Regions from separate parts of the Mus musculus genome. Here region 2 is linked to region 1. A link is a contact called in public HiChIP or PLAC-seq data. All regions are on one chromosome and are shown on one strand. The core of a region is the stretch at or near the end of the contact, and the rest is flanking DNA. Distances in the headings are between cores, read along the strand shown.

The links. HiChIP or PLAC-seq counts read pairs in DNA pulled down with a chosen protein or histone mark.
Region 2: an H3K4me3 HiChIP or PLAC-seq map of bone marrow-derived macrophages shows a contact between it and region 1, with 2.7 times the contacts expected there. The contact joins two enhancer-like sites. A contact is called at or near these places in 13 of 39 promoter capture datasets (the 3T3-L1 cell line, 3T3-L1-derived adipocytes, the HPC-7 cell line and 8 more), 1 of 15 datasets of contacts at CTCF or cohesin (large pre-B cells), 5 of 484 Hi-C or Micro-C datasets (the HPC-7 cell line, hematopoietic stem and progenitor cells, pancreatic cancer cells and 2 more), 4 of 115 datasets of contacts at active chromatin or transcription factors (the 230-238 cell line, bone marrow-derived macrophages, embryonic fibroblasts and 1 more) and 2 of 9 other capture datasets (adipose tissue and liver).

What each region holds. Positions count from the first base shown.
Region 1 is chr2:3,495,986-3,502,597 of GRCm38.p6, reverse strand. Hspa14 (heat shock protein 14) reads left to right here. Exons shown (of 14, transcript NM_015765.2): 5 at 1-104; 6 at 1,460-1,550; 7 at 3,287-3,391; 8 at 4,415-4,576; 9 at 5,879-6,034. Among named protein-coding and RNA genes, the nearest start is that of Hspa14, 14 kb to the left of the region's middle. Within about 2 kb of position 3,392, at least 10 of the 459 cell types and tissues checked have an H3K27ac peak or open chromatin away from gene starts, as enhancers often do. A contact at or near this core is called in bone marrow-derived macrophages and hematopoietic stem and progenitor cells, where this site is marked.
Region 2 is chr2:3,723,316-3,729,927 of GRCm38.p6, reverse strand. The region is part of intron 1 of Fam107b (family with sequence similarity 107, member B); the gene reads right to left. Among named protein-coding and RNA genes, the nearest start is that of Fam107b, 13 kb to the right of the region's middle. Within about 2 kb of position 3,002, at least 209 of the 459 cell types and tissues checked have an H3K27ac peak or open chromatin away from gene starts, as enhancers often do. A contact at or near this core is called in bone marrow-derived macrophages and hematopoietic stem and progenitor cells, where this site is marked.

The DNA.
Region 1 (6,612 bases), core at 2,143-4,642:
CATTGAGAAAAATGGGAAGTTGCGGTATGAAATAGATACAGGAGAAGAAACAAAACTTGTTAATCCAGAAGATGTTGCCAGACTGATATTCAGTAAAATGAAAGGTACTGCACAGAAGTTAATAACTTACTTTATTTTGTTTTGCAATTTCTTAAAAATATTTATTATTTATTTACATGTACCTGTGTATGTGTCTGTATCTGTGCATTGCCTGAGGTTAGAAACATCCCCTGAAACTGGAATTAGAAGCAGTTGTGAGCTGCTTGAGGTGGGTGCTGGGAATTGAACTCAGGTCCTCTGGGAAACCAGTGCATGTCCTTAACCACTGAGCCACCTCTCCAACACCTGACTGATAACTTTAAATGATCCCTTAAAAGAGTGGGGACAGCAGTTCCCAGTGCTGAGGAGCTGGAGACAGATGTATGCTTGGGGCCTGCTGGCTGCCCATTTTGGCCTACTTGAGTTACACACACACACACATACACACACACACAAAGATTTGAGGAGAAACAATGAGCGATTCCACGAGTTAGCAGTTAGACTTTGCTTGGGTCTGACCTTAACCTTCCCTGTAAGGACAGGTCATGCCTGAAATGCCTGGGATCAGGGCTATATACAATTTCAGGGTTTTTTTTGTTTGTTTGTTTGTTTGTTTTTTAATTTTATTTATTTATTTATTTATTTATTTATTTATTTATTATATGTAAGTACACTGTAGCTGTCTTCAGACACTCCAGAAGAGAGTATCAGATCTCATTACAGATGGTTGTGAGCCACCATGTGGTTGCTGGGATTTGAACTCAGGATCTTTGGAAGAGCAGTCAGTGCTCTTAACCACTAAGCTATCTTACCAGCCCCCCTCAGTTTTGTTTTAAACTTGGGGATATTTACCTAGAGTCTGCCAGTTAAGAGTCCTAATTCCCAGGTGGTGGCTCATGTGGGAGTTCGAGACCAGCCTGGTCTATACCGTAAGTTCTAGGACAGCCAGGGCTACTCAGAGAAACACTTTTTTTTTTGTTTTTGTTTTTGTTTTGAGACAGGGTTTCTCTGTGTAGCCGTGGCTGTCCTGGAACTCACTCTGTAGACCAGGCTGGCCTTGAACTCAGAACTCTGCCTGCCTCTGCCTCCCGAGGAATCTTGAGAGGCAAGGTAGTCCTTACAAAGGGTCTCGTCTCATAAATGAATTTGGAACTAGTTCTCTGGACCCAGTCTCATGTAGATTTTTGATAGCCCAAAGCTGAAGAGCCAAGCTCTTGGACAGTACCTGGCCCGTGTCCATCATCCATCATGAGACCCACAGGAATCACTGAATAACCCAAGGGCCACAGGAGGGAGTGGAGGGGCGGCAGAACCTGGACCTCTGGTGAGAAAATCTCAGGCTTAGGAAGCTAGGAAGAGCTTTATTGCTTAGCATGTGTCATCACGATACATGTATTTGTGTTTGCTCTTGAATGTACAGAAACAGCGCATTCTGTCCTGGGCTCAGATGCAAATGACGTGGTTGTCACTGTCCCATTTGACTTTGGAGAAAAGCAGAAGTCTGCTCTGGGGTAAGTGTAACTGTCTTAACATGGTTAGTTAAAATACAGATTACACTCAGTAATAGAATATGACGCTATCTTTGGACATAGCTTAGGCAGCACATTATTTCATGGTATTGTAAGTATCTCATGGTAATGTCATTGATGTTGTGTGCCCTCTTGCTGTTATGATGGGAGCTGTTTTACTACCAGGTTATTAAACTGTTGTTCAGGCATCATTTTGCCTGTCTCATGTCGTTGAGGCTTATATGGGAAATACATAAGAATGTTGTTTTTTAAAAAAAAAAATAATTATTGAATGAAATGGGTGCTGTAAAGAAACCAAAATAGCAGCTTCATAGGTAAGAGGGAAGTTTATTCGGAACCATTGAGGTTGTCCCTGGGAAAAGCAGAGGGAAGGAGGGGATTCCCAAGGCTTTAAGGGAAACGTGTGCCTGAGAGGAAGGGACCCCATGAGCCAGCTTTGAAGTGTGTGACAGAGCCTAGAAGCCAGCGTAGACCTTGATGTGCTATTACGGGCTATGTCAATGGAAGAGCCCGAGATAAGGAGCCACTTCTTTTTATTGGGTAGAAGTTATTTTCCTAAGTCCCTGAGCGGATGCTGGCTTTTGTCTAAATGACAGACTTTGGGAAAGGATTTCTGAAACTAGACTATTATTTCAGTTTAACATCGAAACCAAAGAACATAGATTCTGCCCTCACAGGTGTCATGCGATGCGATTCTTAGCTTGCGGGTCCTTACTCTACTCTGTACAGTTCTACCTGTGCTTTGGTAAGCAGAAAACTGCTGTGTGCCCAAAGGAAAGAAATTGAACATTTCCATAATGTTCCAGACATTTTATTACTTCCTAAACTTTATAATCATGGGCGTATATTCGATTTCTTTATTCAGTCAAAAATTACTGATGTTTTTTACCTCATAAGGTCCAGTGTATTCAGGTACAGTGCACAGGGGTGCATGGGTGTGGCTCTGACCTCCCAGAGCTAACTCTAATCCTGACAGTGTGCTCATTGAGTCAGGAGAATGTTCTGAGCAACATGGAGGCCAGGTACTGCTCCTAGACTTTCAGGGCCTAGAGACTGCCCAGAAGAAGTGAACCTTAAAAAAAAAAAAGATCCTTTGGAGAGCTATGTTTTGCATTTCTTTCTGTTTGTGTGTATCTGCACATGTGTGTTGCATATGCATCTGCTGGGACTTGGGAGGCCAGAGGGCCCGACAGGTATCCTCTGTCACTCTACCTTATTTATCTCGTGAGAAAGGCTCTCTCACTGATCCTGGCGCTTACCACTTTCCTGGGCTGTCTGGTTATCAAGGATCCTGCCCTGCCACCTGACTTGATCATGCAAATGCATATGTGCGTGTGACACACCCGGCCCCAGCACTGAAGTTACAGGCACGCACCCCCACACCTTTGTTTTATGTGGGTGCTGGAGATTCAAAGCTAGACCCTCAGGCTTGGGTAGAAGGCCTATTTACTGACTAAACCACCCATAGCTCTAACAGGTTGTTGGGGTTTTTTTCTTACTCAATATAAATGCAAACCATTTTATAGAAAACACTGGCTCTGAACAGTGCATTTTTAGACAGGAAGTCGGTTCTAGTCACTTCCTTTCCACGGGTTCTGCTTTCCCGAGCTGTGTCTTCTGGAGGATCGTTTGCCAGAGCATGAGCCCTTCAGCACAGCTACAAGTGCAGGGCTGGGTATGTTGTGACCCACAATTCACTGAGAGCAAATTGTTTGCAGGGAGGCGGCTGGAGCTGCTGGATTTAACGTGCTGCGGCTGATCCATGAGCCGTCTGCAGCTCTCCTTGCTTATGGGATTGGACAAGACCACCCTACCGGGAAGAGGTAAACCCCAGATCTCCGGCTTTCAGTAGGACTCTGGCAGCCCAGCCACGTGGTGCCAACCTTCACACAGGAAATTCTCGCCTCCCGTCATGCTGAGCAGCGGAGATGGGAAAGCAGGGAAGGAGAGGCTGAGTGTCTCCTGTCATCTCATTTCGTTGTGGAGATTGGCTAATTGTGGAGTACTCCCACCATTGATTTCACTCCCAGTGTTTAGACATGTTGTTTAGAGACAGCTGGTGTTACGTTAACAGAGTTGATGACCACACGTTAGAGAAATTCATTTAGATACAGTGTTAACCTTTCCAAATAGTTAGACCCTGTCCAAATATCTCATGGTCAAAGAAACTAATGTGTATAAATCACTAGGAAATTATTTTGAGGTAAACAGATTAATGTAAAAATATTAGAAATTATGAGTCCTGATATATATTTAAATACATGATGGGGGAGCTGGTTTCTACTGTCCTGGGTTGGATCCATAAGCTATGTTGTATTAACTTATAAAATATTTACAGGATAGCTGTATTTAATTCCTTTCAGATTTATAATAATCATGAAATCCTTGTTTGATTTACTTTGAAAACTTAGTGTTTTCAAACCTAGTCACTCAGAAAAATAGATTCTCCAGTTAACTGACTGAAAGGAGCTTTCATTTAGTTTCAGAAGATTGTAAGTTCAAGGCTTGGTCCAGCACGGGTGACTGGAGACAAGCCGATGACTCATCTGGGCTGTAGACTTTCTTCATTATCATTTAATTTATTTTTTCATGTATATGAGCACTTTTTCTGCATGTACACCTGCATGCCTGAAGATAGCATCTGATCCCATTACAGATAGTTGTGAGCCACACTGCGGTTGCTGGGAATTGAACCCTGGTCCTCTGGAAAAGCAGCCAGTGCTCTTACCTGCTGAGCCACCTCTCCAGCCCTCATAAACAATTCAAACGAATGGCTTCAAAAGTACAGTCTGGCTTTAAGATGATGTGATTCTCAGATGCTTTACCCATTTTTTTCTCTCTTGAAGCAATGTTTTGGTGTTTAAGCTTGGAGGAACGTCCTTATCGCTCAGTGTCATGGAAGTTAACAGTGGGATGTATCGGGTCCTTTCCACAAACACCAGTGACAACATAGGGGGCGCACATTTCACAGACACCTTAGCACAGTACCTGGCTTCGGAGTTCCAGAGGTGAGTATCCAGTCCAGTTTGATCAAGATTTCACTTCAAGGGTTTCTTCCTTGGTTTATTTTGACAATTTAAACTTGTCCTTTTATTTATTTTTTTTCTTTTCCTTTTCTTTGTTTAAGATTTCTGTGGCTGGGGAGGTAGCTCAGCCTCTTATAGAGTGTACTGGCTGGTTTTGTGTCAACTTGACACAAGCTGGAGTTATCACAGAGAAAGGAGCTTCAGTTGAGGAAATGCCTCCATGAGATCCAACTGTGGGGCATTTTCTCAATTAGTGATCAAGGGGGAAGGGCCCCTTGTGGGTGGTGCCATCTCTGGGCTGATAGTCTTTGGGTTCTATAAGAGAGCAGGCTGAGCAAGCCAGGGGAAGCAAGCCAGTAAAGAACATCCCTCCATGGCCTCTGCATCAGCTCCTACTTCCTGACCTGCTTGAGTTCCAGTCCTGACTTCCTTTGGTGATGAACAGCAGTATGGAAGTGTAAGCTGAATAAACCCTTTCCTCCCCAACTTGCTTCTTGGTCATGATGTTTGTACAGGAATAGAAACCCTGACTAAGACATAGAGGAACTGAACTCAGTTCTGACACTTTTAACAGCTGAGCCTTCTCTTTAGTCCCAGTGTATTGAGCTGTTCTGAGACACAGGAAGATGTGTTTCTCTTGTGGAAGCCAGGTGTCTTCATCTGTAAATTATAGTGTCCTCAGAAGTAGAGGCTGTGCCAGCGGTGCGCCTTTTAAGCCAGGCATGGCGGTGACATTTGTAGCCTCAGTACCTGCAAGGCACGGCAGAGGACACTCGGGGACACTCAAGTTGAGGACAGCTTGATTTTTAATTTTTAAAGGGTGATTTCCCACGTGGAATAAAAATGTGCTGCTTTTTATTATAAAGGTATTGCTTAACAAAACAGTTGGTCATTACTTAAAGTAACCCACACTGCAGATGAGAGACTTTAATTTTACACATTTTTGGGGGTGTGAGGAACCACCACGAGCTCAGCAGTGTTAGCACCGAGCTCCCACTGCACACAGTGTGTGTGGTGACCCATCATCTCTGGTCTGATTGGCTTGTCTGCTATAGACTCTCAGACCAAAGACCAGGGTCTCATGGTTACTTAGAAAAGCCATTCAAAGTAGTGTAAAAACACTTTTTCCCTGGAAGGACCCAGGCAATATGGGTAGAAAAGTTTAACAGCATTGAAGCCATGTTGCTACTTCTTGATTATTATTGCCATAATGGTGTTTAGAATTTGGTGACATTACATTGTAAATGCCCTAGGACCTTTAAACTTAAAATGTTCTGTTTTTAGGTTGTTCAAACATGATGTGAGAGGAAATGCCCGAGCCATGATGAAATTGATGAACAGCGCTGAAGTGGCCAAGCATTCTCTGTCAACCTTGGGAAGTGCCAACTGCTTTGTAGATTCCTTGTATGAAGGTCAAGACTTTGATTGCAATGTGTCCAGGTAAAACTGATCCCCAGAAGTTTAGCTGCTCCGCGGTGGTTCTCCAGTGAACAGCTTTCCTTTCTTTCCTTGGTTGTCTGTGGTGAGGGAACGTCCCTGTCTTCAGATTTGGAGCTCATTTTTTAAGACTCAATAGCTGCTGCAGTTTGATTCCAAAGTTCTTACTATGTAGTTTTTACTCTTCACTCAAGATTGATAGCTGTCTGCGCTTGCTGGTCTGGCTAGGCTGGCTGGCCAGGGAGTCAAAGCTATCAGCGGTCCCCCCTTACCTTCCCAGTGCTGGCACTGCAGGCACATGCCGCCGTGCCCAGTTTGTTATATGGGTGCTGGGGACTCACCCTAACCAGGCAAGTGCACTTGCCCACTGAGCCATCTCTTCAACCCTTTGTTTTGCATTTTGAGACAGGGTCTCATGTAGCCCAGGCTAGCCTTAAACTCACAGTAGTGGAGGATGGCCTTCTGTATTTACTTCCCCAGTCCTGGGACTGCAGGCATGCGCCACAGTGCCACTTTGTGCAGTAGGAGAACCCAGGACTGCATACGTGCTAACCAAGCCCTCAACCAACTGAGCTATGTCT
Region 2 (6,612 bases), core at 1,753-4,252, 230 kb before region 1:
CTGTGCTAGTTTCTTTCCTGCTCTCCGCCTGCCACTAACACGGGACCCTGGATCTCACTTGCTTGAGCATAGTGCTACTCTCAACCAGCAAACACTTCTCAAGTAGCAGGCCTGTGAGAAACAGCAAACACCCTAGACAAGGTCACCTCTCAGCTTCAGTGCTCTCCTGGCTTTGGGTGACCAGTTCTGGTTGGTTATGTGCTAGATTCCTGACCTCTACCAACACTGTTCCTTCTCCCATTCCCACTCCCAACCCTTCACCTCCACATCCATCCTGGACCCCTGAAGACCTCCCTTCTCTGCAGAACACCTCCTTGTATCTCAGAACCAACCTTGCCACCTTCCCTTGGAGTGTAAACCACTGATCGCTTTGGTTACACCACAGATCGTCTCTTGTGTCACTCCTAAATCTATCCTTTTGAACCCTAAGCCAAAATGCCATAGTATTTGGAAGTGGGACATTGTGAAGGAAATGCAGAGTCGAGCCCTTGTGATGAATTCACACCCTTGGAGAAGGGATGAAGAAAAGTGTTTTACTTTTCCTCTCTGCCATGTCAGGATATAGCAAGAAGTATCCATAAACCTGAATGCAGGCCCTTCCTAACTCTGACCCTGACAGTGCCTTCATCCTGGCATTCTCTGCCTCTAAATAAGAAGGGAATGATGGTCACTTAAGACACTCAACATCTAGCAGCCCAAACTAACAGCCACCCACACTTTTATGCCGAGAGGTGTCCCCTCCATTCTTCAATTAGCTTTTATGCTGGAGAGATTTATGTCACACAAGCTAACATCATCTAAGAGGAGAGAACCTCAACTAAGAACATGAGATCAGGCTGTGGGCCAGCCTGCTGTGGGCCAGTTTCTTTTTTCTTTTTCTTTCTTTCTTTCTTTCTTTCTTTCTTTTTTTTTTTTTTTTTTTTTTTTTGGTTTTTCATGGCAGGGTTTTTCTGTGTAGCCCTGGCTGTTAGGGAACTCACTCTGTAGACCAGGCTGGCCTTGAACTCAGAATTCCGCCTGCCTCTGCCTCCCAAGTGCTGGGATTAAAGGCATATGCCACCACTGCCTGGCAGGACATTTTCTTGATTCATGGTTGAAGGCTCAGCTCCCTGTGGGTGGTCCTGGGTTATTGGGGGAGGAGAAAAGCTGAGCAGGCCATGGGAGCAAGGCAGTAGGCAGCATCAGTCCATGGCCTCTGCATTAGCTCCTGCCTCCAGGTTCCTGTCCTGGCTTCATTTGATGATGAACAGCAAGCTGGAAGGATAGGCCCAACAAACCCTTTCCTCCTCAGTTGGTTTTTGGTCATGTGCTTCATCACAGCAACAGAAACCCTAGCAAAGATGATCCCAAAGCTCCAGCCTGAGCCCTCTGCCCCTCTTATCTCTATTCTACCACTGCTTAAAGCACAAGAGCCCAAATCTGAGACAAATTCTCTTGAGTACCAATGAGATCAAAAGTCTCATGCCATTGGACAGCCACGTCAACAGTCATGTACGAAGTCACATCATGACACCATCCTGGGGAAATACACAAGGAGGGTGCTACTGGCACCTACACATAGACATGGTGCCTACACTTTACCTGCCAGCTCATTGAGGGGCAGAAAGCAAAGATGAGAACTCCTGAGTTCATGAGGGAAAAGGGCATCTCACATAACACCCAGTTCTAGGCAACATCAAGTTCTTACTCTCTCTTGTGCGCTGTTAGAACCAATAAGTGATGTCACAAGCCTGCAAGACTAGGGCTACGGTGATGTTTGAGATGTCTCAGTCACCCACCATGAGAACAACTCATGTTTTATTCTCATGTTTATCTACAAAAACACATTTCTCTTATATTTATTTACAAAAACCTCACAAATATATTCAACCACAGGGTGTCTCTCGGCCCTAAAAGTCAAAATGGAGAAACAGCAAAGAAAGTTCTCAACCGTGTAAACAAATGCCGAGGCTTTTGTATATAATATGAGAAACTATTTCTAATACCTAATATGTTTTAGACTTTCTACAAGATAAACAGGAACCTGATTCTTCCACACAGAATTTCAAACTTCATCATTTCTTCCTCGCAATAAAACCATCACCAGCTCAGTAACTAGTGACTTCCGTTTCCTGTTCCTGTTTGTATTCTCTGTGGTGGCAAGCACATGGGCTAGGTATGATAAGGCAAGACCATGTGTGACAGCCAACAATGCTGTTGTAAGTTAGAGGTCAAGGACGAGAGTCCTTTAGGTCCTGTGTGACTCCACAGCTTCAGCACGTTTTATAAAGTAAGAGCTAGGGAGAGATGAAGCATGAGGACACTGAGAAGCCAGGTGGCCATGCATATCCCTGTATCCAGCCAGGTGGCCATGCATATCCCTGTATCCAGCCAGGTGGCCATGCATATCCCTGTATCCCAGGCACTCTGGGGTTCAGTGGAAGGAGAGGCAAGTGTGTTGCTGGGGCTCACTCACTATCAGGCTAGCTCAGGCTCAGTAAGAGACTATGTCAAGGGCATACGAATACATTAGGGAGTTTCAGAATCCTCCTCTGGTCTCCACACCCATATACAGACACTATAGTCTCCCTCCAGCCCTCTCTCCCTCCCTCCCTTTTCTACACACACACACACATACACACACACACACACACACACACACACACACACACACACAGAGTTGTAAGTTCTCTAAAGCACCATCTCATATTGAATCCAATGCTAATTGTTGAAAACTCCTCCCTGGGCTATTACTGCAGTGACACACTTCAGAGACACAGTTGGGGTATGAATTTATAGAGAAGTATCAAATGAATCACCCACACATAAAAAACAATTTATCTCCATTTAAAAAGCCATGTTGATCCACATGACGTGAGCAAAAGCGCACAGACCAAGTGTCTGACAATTACTCTGAAGGACTATAAATAGGCTGTTTTTGAAATTAGTCAGCTATGCATGCTGTTCTTCTCAAAGCACATGCGTGCAACATGTTCCAGACAGTACACAGGCTGCGTAGTTTCTAGCAGAAACGGACTGGAGTGAAAAACAACAGTGTTGCTAGAGTCACAGATCTCAGCCATTAACTGTGAAACAGGAAGTGCACAAAGAATTGTAATTTAGGGGCACTGAAAGCAAACAAGCGTTCTCTGGGCACATCTAAGGAGTGCTGCTGCAAAGCCAAGCGTGTTTCTATTTTACCACAAACTGTATGAATCATGGATCAGAGAACAAACCGTATCCGAGTGGATGCTGTTCTCCATCTGATCCTGGAGCGCTCTGGTAACACGGTTAACTAGTCTAATGAACAGCTCTGGGGCAAGCTCTCTGAGCTTCCTGTGCTGCACAGGGAAGGGGTGACTGCAGCCTTCGCTGCCTCAAGGAACTAAGGCTAACCTCAGGAAGTCGGCACCAGACACCTTTTCTCTCCCTCCCTCTCACCAGAGTGGGTGACTTAGGGCCTGAATTCCTCCCCACCTACCATCCACACACTTCCCCAGAGGTACCTTCAGAAAGCCTCAGGTCTAGAACTGCCCAGTGTAGGGAAAAGAAAGGGATGAGCAATTCCCTGGTGGCTCCCAAGTCAATTTCCTGGTGACTGTTCAAGTATTTAAAGACTATGTAGTGATTTTATGAAATAGAAATGATCAAAGGAACGATTTGTTTCTTTTTTTTTCTTTTGCATGTGAGTTGGCTCAAGATACTTATTAAAACATACTATCCGTCCAAATATACCTAGACATTTTCTAGGAAACTTGAAGCAGCTAGCAGCCCAAAGCTCATGCAATGCCTTTTTAAAAGCTGGGAGAAATTACCAATTAAAAAAAAAATTCATACAGCTCTTCAGGGTACACAGAAGGCCCTGGAAAGAATGTTTTGGGGCAATAAAATACTGTATTCCTTCAACAAAAACAACAAAAAAAAAAAGACATTAAAATAGTAAGAGAGGAAGAGAGGCAGGACCACTGTTGTTAGTATGATCAAGTATTTGTGAGCTGGTGATTATGGAATGTTTCTGCTTTAGTGAAGACACGTTAGTTATAGTCCTATATCATTTAGTATTCACATAAACATTAGGTATTAGGGTGTTTTTCTACTGTGAGTTTAGACTCCAAGCAACCACCACTAGTTGTGCAGTCTCGGGAAGGCTCCCTAAACATCTAAGCATTAGATTGCCCACCATTGCCCAACCCCCTCAAAAATGGATTAAATCAGATGGCCTCCTGCTTTCTGTGGCTTTTGTTAGCATCACTTTACAATGTCAAAATCTTCTATCATTCCAGGTTTCATCTTTTTTCAATACCTTATGGTCAGAGCCAAGATTTACTTGACACCAACTGCACAGTCAAAAGCATGGTCTTTACTTAAGGCACTGTGGGAGGAATGCCCAACTCTTAGAACCGTTGTGATGATGATCCTTGTCATAATGTGGTTTCCAGAAGCACGCTATGGTATACCAAGAGAATGATCATCCACACAGGAGGAACCAATATATTTCCATGCCCATCAAATGCTGAGGGTATCCCCAGATCTGACTGTAGTGGCAGCGTGTAGCTTGCTTGGAGAGTGAGCCAATTTCAGTTGCTGTGACACTGTCCTTTAAAAGGAGTACTCTCTACTCTGGAAACATGGCAGTGGTCCATCTTTCCAAACCACGTAAGACTCAAGCTGAAAACTGCCATTTCTCCTATGTTTTGGAAGAAGTCATCTTTATCATTCATTCATTCTCTCTCTGTATGTATGTATGTATGTATGTATGTATGTATGTATGTATATGTGTGAGTGAGTGCCTACATGGTTCTGTGTGCACTCAGGTATATGAGAAGGCCAGAGGCTGATGTCAGGTGTCTTTCATAATCACCATCTACCTTACTTATATTTAGAGTGAGCCTGGAGCTCATCAAATCAGCTAGACTGGCTGGCCAGTGAGCACCCATTATCTTCCTTTTCCTGTTTCCCCTGCACTGGGATTCCAGACATGCAGGGCACTCTGGGATTTTGTATGGGTTCTGGGTCTCACATTCAGGTTCGCATGTACTTCACCAGCTGAGCCATCTCTCAAGCCCATCATTCTCCCCTTTTGAAAATAATTTTATTTATGTATATCATGTGTGTGCAGGCATGCTCTATGTGTATATGTGCCTTGTGTGCTGGTATCCATAGAAGCCAGAAGGAATTAGATCCTCTGGAGCTGTGACTCACCCAACATAGGTTGTGAGAACTAAACTTAATCCTTTGAAGGGAGGTAAGCCACTGAGCTTTCTCTCTAGCACCACTCCTTTGTAAGTTTATTAATGCCTTGCCTTTCCTAAAAAGTCTGGTTATACATGTTCATAAACATCAAAAAAGCTCAACTGACTACTGAAGAAAATAATGGGCAATGGACTATACCACCACATGGTACTGTACCTTGTAATCCTATGCTGTAAGACCCTATGCTATATGCTATAAGAGCATAAACACACAGAAGTTAATATTACTATAAAACTTACCTGACACAATAAGATTTATAAATAGCAATTAACTTTGATGGTAGGAAATACATTGCATGCAGTAAATGGGAAAGTCTAGCCATTCTGTTTTTCTCTATTAAGTCCCCACTGTCCTTAAGTCACTCCAACAATTGGTTTGCTGGACACTCTGGCCATTGCAGGTCTCATCCCACACTTGCTAACTTGCTCATTAAACAATCTCCAATGAAATACTTAACTCAAGCAACCATCATCAATAGACGCTAACAACGTTAGGAGAAAGGTCAATGGGGGAAATTCACAATGAAGGATCAAGCTGTCAACACAGAAACCGAATGGCCATTGTTCACATTGCTGTGAGTGACAGCAGACATCGCCTTGGGATGATGCAACATGAAGCAGATGTCACTACCAACAACTTAGCCCTTTCTAAAGAGCTGGGGTGCTAAGAGCAAGAACCCAGGAGAGCAGCGGTGCTAAGTTCCAGTTTACAGACCACAAGAACTTGTAGAACAAGTTCTCAAAACACACTGCAGCCCAGTCAAGGAAGTGGGCCTTTCTACTAGACAACAACCAACAGCACGAGGAAGAAGGTGCTGAGGAAGAACGGCCCTGTGGATTATCGAGCCTTAAGAGGTGGAACCACTACATGTATACATTTTAAAGATCTGGCTTCAAAGAAACTAGGTATAATAAGGCTACAGCACATTATTAAGAAATGAGGCCAATATTAAAAACGACAGTGACAAATTCAATAGACTTCTGGGCTTCCCCACATCTTGCCTGAGTTTTCGGTTGACATCACTTTCAGTCACCCCTCAGGCAAAGGGGCAAAGGGCCTGGCCTAGCAACAGAAATAAGCAAGGATGGTGTGTTCTACTCAGCTCACAAGGGGAAGCCTCTGAGGTCAGAAAAATCAGGGGGATCCTGGGGATAACCCCAAGAAAAAACTTACAGATCTTCCCACCCAGGTACTTTTGCAAATAAGTTTATAGCAGCCCAGGGTTTTAACTGAAACTTGTAGAAAAAAAGTCAGTGTTCTAACAGGGAGGTCGAAGCAGAAGTGAGCAAGATGCTGGGAGTTGAGAGATAGGGAGACAGTGATGCTGAAAAGCTACTGAGATTTTTGCCTCTTGAACAATGTTCCATTCTAGCATCTCTG